Linked DNA regions of Rattus norvegicus: region 2 is linked to region 1. The links are chromatin contacts, called in public Hi-C maps. All regions are on one chromosome and are shown on one strand. The core of a region is the stretch at or near the end of the contact, and the rest is flanking DNA. Distances in the headings are between cores, read along the strand shown. Region 1 has its middle 130 kb from the start of Smyd2. Region 2 overlaps LOC134481608 (a long non-coding RNA gene).

Region 1 (5,655 bases), core at 1,758-4,257:
GTACAAGAGGCAAGCATTGTCTGAATGCTATCCCAACCCCCACAACTATAAGGACCAGAAACTACAAACTATTTTGTTTTTCTGAAAGCTTTTGTGGTTCAAGAAGGCAGGACAGGTGTATAGTAGAGCAGTGCCTCATGGGATGGGAACTCCACAGAGAGACTTGGAGGCTATAGTGGTGACTCTGTGGATGAGCTGGCATCATCGGAAGTTGCTCTCACTTCCTTTTCTGGAGATGATGAAGTTGGTTCCGCTGTAGTACTGACTGCAGCTCCCACACAACTCTCTCTTCACAGCCTGGGTTTTTTTCTGAGGCCTGGTTCTCAGTATCAGAAGTAGGACGAGGAGGAGTATCAGAACAAGGAACTGCCTGCACTTTCTTATCCAGTCTTGGAAGTCCCAGCAGCACCTCTGCCATAGTGGGGAAGGCCAGATTTGAGCAGAAACAAAACTAACCAGAACGTGTTCTTCATGTTCTTCCTTTTCTTCAAAGACACGTGCAACGAAGGCCTTATAGAATGGAAGGTGTGGCTACTTTTGCTGAATGTATGTTGTCACAGTGTTCTTTGTTCAAGAGAGCACAAGTAGGGATTTGGGAAGAAATCTCACATTCAAGGTTTCCAGAGGGCATTGTACATTAACTTAAGTTGGAGAATCATACTGGTCAGTATCTGGAAAAACTTGGTAGAAAGCAGATTCTGTTCCATCAATGTCACCATCTCTACCACAACCACAACCAGCATCACCATCACCATCACCACCATCACCATCTCTACCACAGCCACAACCACCATCACCATCACCACCATCACCATCTCTACCACAGTCACAGCCACCATCACCACCACTACTATCACCACCATCACCATCTCTACCACAACCACAACCACCATCACCATCTCTACTATAGCCACAGCCACCATCATCACCACCACCATCACCATTACCACTACTACCACCATCACCATCTCTACCAAACCACAACCACAACCACAACCATCATCACCACCACCATCACCACCATCACCACCACCACCATCACTGCTATACTGACCCCTCTGCTGTCGCCATCACCACCCTACCCCTACCTTTATCATCTCTAAGACACCTATGGAGATGTGGTTGATTATTATTGGGAGGAGAGAACAGAGTTGTGTGGTGTTCTGGATGCCTCACGGTATATTCTTCCCTCCTGTTCAATGCTGGTGGCCCTGTCACAATGTTGGATGGACTGCCACTGCATAGTCGTCTCCTTTTTAGGTTACTTCCCCTTAGTTAATACATCCCTAGATCACGAAAGGGAGATGCTGCATTCATTCTGAAGTGAAGCTGCAAACAATTTAGTGATAGGTCTGTGTTTGAACTCAAGTTTGTGACTCGTATTAGTGAACTATGGATTAGCAATCTGGTGACATTATAAAGTATGGACCTTTAAAACAAACATAACAAAACAAAACAGAATCTCATGTGGCTTAGGCTGTCTTTGAACTTAGAAAGTAGCTAAGGATAACCTTGAACTTCTGATCCTCTTGCCTCCACCTCCTGCTGGGATTACAGGCATTTGCTTAGTTCATGTGGCAGTGGGTATGGAGCCCAGAGATTCCCGTGTGCTGGACAAGCTGATCCAGTGCTGACGACTGTGTCCTAGTCATTGCTTCTGTTTGACATTTGATTCCAGAGAAGATTTCAGCCTTCTTTACACACACACACACACACACACACACACACCACAGAATAAACATAATCACAAAAACCTTTATTTACTGATCTAGATGATTTAGATGTTTTAAAAGTCAGAGTTCTGTTTTTTTTTTTTTTTTTTTTAGAAAAAGTGTTTTCTAACAGAATTAGCAAAACCAATTCATACGAGGAATGTTTATCGAAGCAACAAATTATATAAACAGCCAGAGCCACTGTAGACCACGGCTGCTGGCTACTAAGCCTACTGTGTCAGGAACCTCACTTGGCAGGAGAACAGTCTCCCCTTATCTGTAGTTTTGTTTTCTACAATTTTGGATACATGTGGTCAAAAGCAATCCGAAACCACTAAACAAAAAATTCCAGATGCATGTTCCAGATGATTCATGTTTTGAATTCAGCATTGCTCTGAGTCAGGAGATGAAGTCTCTTGTTCTTCTCTGTTGGCTGAGACGTGAAGCAGCCTCAGCCCAGCGTTTCCTCAGGGTATGTTCTACCCTCCTGTTAACAGCGCTTGGTAGCTTTGTCTTAGTACTTAGATGGACTGCCATGGTGCTATAGCGCCCCCTTCAGGCTACCATGGGCACAGGAGTAGGGCTGTTGGGAGTCCACACATGCTTAGATGAAGTTGTAGTGTGCTTCAAAAGCTGAGAATTTCTGACTTAGGAGGAGGAGGAAGGGGAGGAAGATGAGGGAGGAGGAGGGGGAAGAGGAAGACGAGGAAAAGGGGAAAGAGGAGGAGGAAGAGGAGGAGGGAGAGGAGGAAGACGGGGAAGATGAGGAGGGGAGGAGGAAGAGGAAGAGGAGGAGAAAGAAGAAACAGCCCCACATGTGTGGGTCCTAAGAGCTGCAATATGGGTGAATCTTCCAGAAGGAAAAATCATTGAAAAGGAAAAACAAATTAGAATAATTTTTCTAACACACTGTGAGCGACAAGCAGAGAGCCTTTGGAGAGCTTGGGATTTATCTCGAAGGAGGCTATATGCCTCTCAACCAGTGGCACTTAGTGTTTGAAAATTAAGCAATTTCTCTAAAGGATCCTTCTATAACTCTTAACCATGAATTCGCTTACGTAGTTTGTTTAATTTCATTTTGGGTTAACGTTCAAATTGCTGCTCTATCTTTGAGGTCACGTGGGCGGTATAGCTCAACCAATCAATATCGTGGGTGCTGAGCCAAACTGAACCAATGACGGCAGGCCTCGGGGGCCAAGAGTCGCTGAACACTAGTTCTCTTTTACAGTCAACGTTGTTTGCCCTGAGGCTCCAGAAGCACCTTCGGGTGTCAAGAACGCCAGCCAGCGCTGGTTTACGTAACCATCCTTGTTTTGTTTCCAGTTGGGAGGTGAGGTCAAAGGTTAGCTTTCATAGAGGCTCACTATCCAGACAAGGCCTGAAGCCTTTCCAGGGGCAGAGTCCGGGTGACGTTGGATGTTGACCTCTAGTGTCAATGGACAAGGGGCCAGTGATGAAATCTTTGCCTCAGGTTTTCTAGGCAAAAACGGGAACTTAGCTATGTAGAGCCATAACCAGACTTTGTTATTCAAGGAGACCTGTGAAACGAGAGGTCTGGATTCACCGCGGACTGACTGTTTCCTTGAGTCTAAAAGGAGGCAAAGTCGTACTGAGCACCTGGAACCCTCCTAAAACGTTCTCTGTGTGTATGGTTTATCTGTAGGCAATGTGTTTACATACGTGTGCATGTCTGGAGACCAGAGGATGATGTTGAGTCTTTCTCAGGTTCCATTTTGACACACGGCTTCTCACTGAAACTGCCTTAGCTGACCCGGCTGGCCGGTAAGCCTCAGGGATCCCTGTCTCCCTCTGTCCAGTGCTGGCATTGCAGGTACTCACCACTGTGCTCAGCTTTTTATCTGGGTGCTGGGGTTCTGAACTCAGGTCCTGGTGCTTGCATAGCAAACGCTCCACCCCCGACCTATCTCCCAGTCCACCAGACGGGAGTCTCAGGCAGTAAAAGGAGTCACAGACGCCAAGAGCTTAGAGCCGGACGCTGCCTATAGCTGCCCCAGGAGATGCTATTGTTTTTCTGTCCTTGAGACCAACTGCAGCCACTCAAGAGAAATGGCTGTGCGGTGGGCACCCTGTTAGGCATAATTTCATCCTCATAGAAACTCTCTGTGCTACTGATTTTTTTTTGTCCCCAGGCATAGATGAAGAAAGTGAGGCATGGGGACCATCTGCTCAAGGTTACACATTAATGGATAAGGGACGTGGAAATCTAACTCAGGGGTGGCTGGCACAAGCTATCGCTTCTTACTACAAGGTACCCCGAGCAAAGCAAACAAACAAACAAAAAACAAAAACAAAATAAAAAAACCCAAACAAACAGAACAAGAAGCATCCTCACCCTAGGTATGTTCCAGGCCTCCTGAGAAGGCTATCCGGGAGCTCTTTCAACAGCCAACACGACAGAGTCATGGCTGTGATGTTTTCAAGCGATGTTTTTTAAAAGGATTCTTTTGGAACGATAACTAGATCTCGGGAAGTTTATTTTACGTAAGATTCCAACTTTTTTTTTGTAAGCTTTTGTGCAGCTTATGGGTTGCTCTGTTTTGCCTTAGCGTTTAAAGACCTGGTCTTCCTTTAAGGGCACGCGGAGGCCCCTTCAAAATCAAACCGGTCAATGGCATTGATTGGCTTTGCTGCTGTGTGCAGAAGACATTTCATGAAGGCTTTCTGTGCCAGCTGAGCCTGTCACCGCGGATGGCATTTGAGGCTAGAGACTCAGCTGTGTCCTGTAGGGCTGTGGGTGAGGGATAGTGCGTGTTGGGGCACTCCTGTGCACTGCTGCGAGGGGTCCAGGTGAAGTTGGGGTGCATCGTGTGGTGGTAAGGGTGGAAACACAGAATCCCTGAGGTCCCCAATACCCTCTTTCTTCAAGGAAAGGATGACCAGCATAACCTGAAGATTTGTCACACTCAGAGTGGAGTTGACTCTGACTGAGCTTGCTCCTTGGCTAGCTCACTGCTCCTGGCTCCTGAACTTTTCCTCCCCCCCCCCCCACCAAGACCACAACAAGGGAAGATTGACAGCTGGAATGGAAAAACCCACAGTGTGGTCTACAAATACAGATAGGGCCAGAAGTGGGGGAAGATCCTCTCTCCTTCCCTGTTTGTTCAGAGATAAAGAGGCCCATTCAGTCCACATGGGGTTCAGAAATTTAAACATACATCAATGGATGGCAGAATGGAACTGCCCTGCTTGGGCCAAGTCCAGAGTCAGGCACCTCAGGTTCCGAGCCCTCTGTGCCAAGTGTCCCCAATCCCTCCCTTTCAAACCGTCACCCTTTAAGCATTTACTGTGCAATCTCAGAGCCAAGACGTTTCTTTTTCTTCTATATTTTTTTGATTTAAAAAAAGAAGCCTCTTATATTTCTAATCCTGGAGTTTCAGATCTGACAATCCCCGTTCCAAAGACAAAAGTTCTTTTTTTCTTTTGTCTTATCTTTTTTTTTAATTCTTTACTGGAATTTTTTCATTCCTTCTCACCCATCCCAGCCCCATTTCTCATTTCCTCAGGAAACCATTTAGCTAGAGACACAGGGAAAGTTCCCCCAGCACATTTCACCAGCCCCCACAGACTCCCACATTCCAGGCAGTGATCAGACACTAAGAACGCACAGTCTCGCCCGTGAGCATTTCTGCCAGGGGACAGTTGGAAAGGCTCTCACCCCTATTCACACCAGCTTGCCTTCAGGAACTCCTGCAAATGTCAGGTCGGCCCCTCCATGTCACTTTTTGGAATATCCAGGTAAAGCCACCACGGAGCTCCCATGGGGTCACTGGAGAGGACACTCCTGTGTGCTTTCCAGGATTCTCTTGGAAGAGCACCTGCAGAGACAGTCTGGGGGAGGGGGCTGCAGTGGGAAGATGCTGCACTCTGCAGAGTTTTATCTGTTGGCGGACAGGCGACCGGCGGGCAAGACCTCTGTTCCCTG
Region 2 (5,342 bases), core at 672-3,171, 420 kb after region 1:
ATGCTGTGATCAGGTGAGACCCACGAGGGACAGCTGAGTGATTTCTTTCTCCAGAGTTTCCAGGGCTTGCCCCTATATTTATTGTTCAACCATGACATGAGCAAAGGAATGACGTTTGCTAGTCTCCCTTTCTTGGGGCAAGCTTTAGAAGTGGCAAAACCAAGGTTTCCGGGGAGGTGTGGTAATCGACTTATTTGAAAGTTCAACAACATGTCCGAAAGAAGAGGGGTGTGGGGAAATGCAGCTGAGGCCAGGGACCTGAAAGCAAGAATAAAGTTGGCCAACAGTCAGAGACTTCAGCCTCATCCACACGAACATTTCCTTCCAGACAGATGCAGTTTCAAACTTAAATACACAGTCGGGGAGGCGAGACCTCTGCTTTCAGGGTTGGAATGTGGAAGGAGCCCCACGGCTTTTGGGTAGTCTCTGACAGAAAGATGGCTCTGCAGTCTAGCTGCAGGACTCAGAGGCTGGGTGGATCTATGAACAGCAACTATGACCCAAGGTTGTAACAGAAGCAGGTTTCACCAATCCTCAACTATTGGTGCAGCAGCACCAATCCCCCCACCCTACTGTGCGCACCGGGAAAAGGAAGTTGCCGCTCTGCAGTTTGCCGTTTGGGAGCCTCATATTTTCAGCCATGACTCTTTTTCTACGGATCCAGGGTCAGGGGCCAGGGGTCAGGAGCCAGAGGTCAGGGGCCAAGGAGATGATTTGGTTGTTAAAGTGCTTTCCAACAAGCATGAAGACAAGCAAAATGGCATGCACCTGTAACCCCAGCACTGGGGACGCAGGGACAGCTGGATCCCCAGGGTCTAACACTGTTCAGCCCCCTGACACTGCACACAGTGGGTGAGCACCTGCTGATTCTGCACAGCGAGCGCCCAGCACATTAATACTTTCTCTTTACTTTCTTTCCCTTTTTGCCTTGATTTTGTTGTTGTTGTTGTTGTTGTTGTGTTTTGTTTTGTTTTAGATTGATTTATTTTATTGTACGTCTGAGTGCCTTATGTGAGCATGTGTACCATATGCATGCCCAATACCGTGTGTGGTATTGGATCTTTTGGAACTGGAATTAGAGACGAGGCAAGCTGCCATGTGGGTGCTGGGAACCAAGCGCTGGTCTTCTGCACAAGCAACCAGTGACCCTAAACAGTGAGTCCTCTCTCCAGCCCAATGCCACTGTTCCTTCTAAATGACCTTGTTCCTCTAAATGGAAATTTTGGAGCTGGAACCATATTGCACTGCCCTGTGCAGACCTTGGGGAAGGGACCACGTGAACTCATGACGCTCCCTCCCACTTCTGCACATGGAAGCTCACATTGTTTACATTCTCTAAGGATAATTGCAGTTAATTCAGAACCTCTCATCCCTCTTCCCTATCACTACAAATGAGTTAACTGCCTGAGCCCCCACCCTGCACATGGGTATCCATTTCAAAATGAACTCACTTCCTGAAGAGAAGACGGCTCCAGAGGCTCGCTGTAGCCACCTACATGTAGGAGCCCAAAGGTAACATTGAACCTGTGACCTCAGATAGCTCAGAGAACACCAAAGATCGCTGCAACTGTGATAGCTTGTTCTGAAGGCCAAGACTCACCCCCTGTGGAGGGCAGACAGCAGATTTCCCATGAGAAACTTTCCTGGTGTCTGGATTCCTCTGCAGCCTGACCTTAAAGAAGTGAGATAAAGGCTGGACGGGGGAGGCGTTATCAGGTGGGAACTTGGGGTGAAGGAGATAGCTTGTCTGAGGAGGATAAATTACTTCCCCATTCCTATCATGTGTCTTTAATACTTTACGGATCCAAAGGTGTTCCTTTTTGGCTGACTTTGGGAGCGATCTGCATTTACAGGAGCATAGGCATGCATCTCTATTTATAACTGGTGGAATAAATGTTAAATGACCTGCACTATTACAAATTGGAACTTGAACACTTACGTCAAAGATGAATTCAGAGCTTCTAAATAGAAAAATACTGAAAAGGACAAAGTCATTTGTTTGTATTTGAGTTCAAAGGTCACAGCAACTTTCTTTTTGGTCAGTGACGATGCAGCGTAGCATGTGGCTGTGCTTCTCTTCCCAAGAGAATATGCCTTGGAACCCAGAGTTACAGAAGACAGGGCAAGAAGAGATGGATAGCTTGGATCTCTGCCTTCTTCACTGGGAAGGTTTCTGGAGGATGGACTGTCAGACAGCAAGGGATGTCTGGTTCCTAACTTAGCCTACCAAACCACAGGGCTTAGTTTCAAAGAACATGAACGGCTACCCCAAGTTCACCCTAGCTCTGCCTTCCTCTCCATAAAAAGCCAGCCGAGGGGCTGGGAAGGTGGCTCAGTCAGTGACGTGCTTGTAGCACAAGCATGAGGAGTGGGTTTGGATTCCCAGCATCCCTAAGAAAAGCCAAGTGTGGTGGCAGGCACCTGTATCCCTCGCACTGGGGAAGCAGAGACAGGCAGATCCCTGAGCATTGCTGGCCAGCCCGTCCTGCCGGATTAACAAGCACCGGGTTTGGTGGTCCGGTGAGAGGCCCTGCCAAAGAATAAGACTGAGAGAAATAGAGGAAGATATCCGATATCAATCTCTGACTACCATACCTACATCCACACATATGCACATACCCATACACACATATGCATACACACATCCTCACATATGCACATATGCATACACATGCATACACACATCCGCACATATGCACATACCCATACACACACATACACACATATGCATACACACATCCGCACATATGCACATACCCATACACACACATACACACATAGGCATACACACGCCCGCACATATGCACATACCCATACACACACATACACACATAGGCATACACACATCCGCACATATGCACATATGCATACACACGCACACACACATAGGCATACACACATCCGCACATATGCACATATGCATACACACGCGCACACACATATGCATACACACATCCGCACATATGCACATATGCATACACACGCGCACACACATATGCATACACACATCCGCACATATGCACATATGCATACACACGCGCACACACACATATGCATACACACATCTGCACATATGCACATATGCATACACACGCACACACACATACACACATGCACACATACACACATATGCACATACAAACACACACATCACATGCATCTCTCTCTTTCTCACACACACATACACACCATACCACGTACACACATCACACAAACACACATCACACCATACCACGTACACACATCACACCATACCACACCATACACATATCACATATACACACCACACAAATACACACATGCACATCACAACACAGCATACCACACACATACCAAACCATACCATACACACATCACACATACTCACACCATCCCATATACACACATCAAACCACACAGTTATCACACACCCATACACACACACCATGCACAATACACATCCACACACACTACACACATATCACACATACCACACACACAATACACAACGTGCACACCATATATATATACATATATATACACATATATACATATATACCACATACATGACACATACCCTATACCTCATATTCACCATACATATAGCACACACACACACACACACACACACACACACACACACACCCCAGCTTTGACTATAGATATATGCTCTCTAATGTATAGGGTGGCCAGGACCATGAGTCGACTTTAAGGCAGTGGCAAGAGTGAGGAGGGAGACAGCAGATTAGAAGAAGGGAAATCCTAGGGCTGCTTCCCTGTTGCCTTCGCCAACGCCCCTCAGTTCCCTGTCAGAGATCTCAGCTAGTCACCTGACGTCATGCCTCCACCCCTGAATGTGCAATCCAGAATAATGTTTGACTCTTTTATTGCACCATAACCTGATGAGAAAGACACTGAAACTTTATCTGCCCTGTACCGGATTCATCCTCCTCAAGTCAGCAGCCTGTGACCACGAAGAATTTGTCCCCAGCCTCGTTAGCTAATTTGTCACTGTGTCTCATCATCCACCTTGCCCTTCCTCTGCCACCTCAGCTGCCTTCAGTGCCCACACATGTGGCATCTCTCAATCTGTGGGAAAGAGCTGGCCCCTGACTCCAAGGAGCCCCATAGAGCACACCTTCAGAATCAGCAACCTGGTCATCCCCAGCCTCACCTCATGCGATAGAAGGGACCCCCAGAACCACTTCCTAACCAAGCTGGGCCACTGGTTTAAGAGGCTGGCTCCTATGCAGCCTTCTAAAGACAAAACGTCGACCACTCCCGTAAGCACTACCGTCGCTTCCTTCCCAAAGGTGGGGGCTTGATTGTTGCATTTTCAGGATGACTTCGAGTAAATTTGAGTTCCCAGTCCTCTGTAGGCCTCCCAAAGCCGCAGAGCGCCTGCACATCGGCAGCCTTCTGATAGATAAAGTGGGCAAAGGAAATAGGTAGGAAGAAGAGAACAGCCGAGAAGGAAGCCGCAACCCCTGGAGACAGCGGTGACGGCCGTCCTGGCATCCATCCCCACCCACCCCAACCAGACCTTCTCTGTTCACATTCTCCTGCCCTAAATTTGCAGCAATCCAGGTGTTGTTTGCAATGTTGTACCTTTGAACCAAGTTCTCTGATATTTTGTTCTCTGATATTTTCATCCCCGAGTCTCTCGGGATGGCGCTATCCTGTTGGCCTCCTTGACCTTCCGCATTTCCTTGGCTTCCCCTAGGAAAAGTAAGTCCGTTTCTGACATTTGTCATTGCCTACCTTGCTATCTTCCTGACAGTTCCAGCACACATACAAATTGTACATTTTTTTTCACCACCTCCACCTCATTTTTCAACAAATTACCTTTCTCTCGTCTTAGTCATCCGAGCGTCTCCTTCAGTGACCCATGGTACCTGCACACTTGAGAATTCCCTGAAGTTATCTGAACCTCGGCTCCAGACTCCTCTTTATTTTCCCAACTTCGCCTCCCTTATCTCTTTTACGCTCTCCATACTTTGTCCTGTAATCTCCCAGCTGTGCCTGGTGCTTAATGCCTGATACACGTGTCCCTCTGCATTGTGAATTCCCTCATTGCCAGGGATGTATGCCGGATGACCCCAGGGTTTATGTTAATTTATGGTTTGAATACTTTTCATTTCCACCCATGGTCTTCATTTCTTCCCTGACTTCAGCCTGAGAGGCTCCTCCTGGCTCCTCTAATGCTCTCCAGACGCTCACTGTGTCTTCACGCCATGGAGGAGTGACAACGAATGCGGCTTTGATTCTTCACTCAGGCCCAGAGAAGCGAGTGATGACCTCTCCCCAGAAAGCCTTGCCGAGGAGGAAGTGACCCTTGTGAGTGGCGGGAAGGAACCTCTCTT

What was found. Hi-C and Micro-C count contacts between places; a contact is called where the count stands out from the background.
Region 2: a contact with region 1 is called in a Hi-C map of liver, with 6 times the contacts expected there. The contact joins two enhancer-like sites. A contact is called at or near these places in 2 of 12 Hi-C or Micro-C datasets (kidney and liver).

The regions. Positions count from the first base shown.
Region 1 is chr13:104,121,449-104,127,103 of GRCr8, forward strand. No RefSeq gene overlaps it. Among named protein-coding and RNA genes, the nearest start is that of Smyd2, 130 kb to the left of the region's middle. Within about 2 kb of position 3,008, at least 3 of the 93 cell types and tissues checked have an H3K27ac peak or open chromatin away from gene starts, as enhancers often do. A contact at or near this core is called in liver, where this site is marked.
Region 2 is chr13:104,542,055-104,547,396 of GRCr8, forward strand. The region is part of intron 1 of LOC134481608 (a long non-coding RNA gene); the gene reads right to left. Among named protein-coding and RNA genes, the nearest start is that of Prox1, 290 kb to the left of the region's middle. Within about 2 kb of position 1,922, at least 1 of the 93 cell types and tissues checked has an H3K27ac peak or open chromatin away from gene starts, as enhancers often do. A contact at or near this core is called in liver, where this site is marked.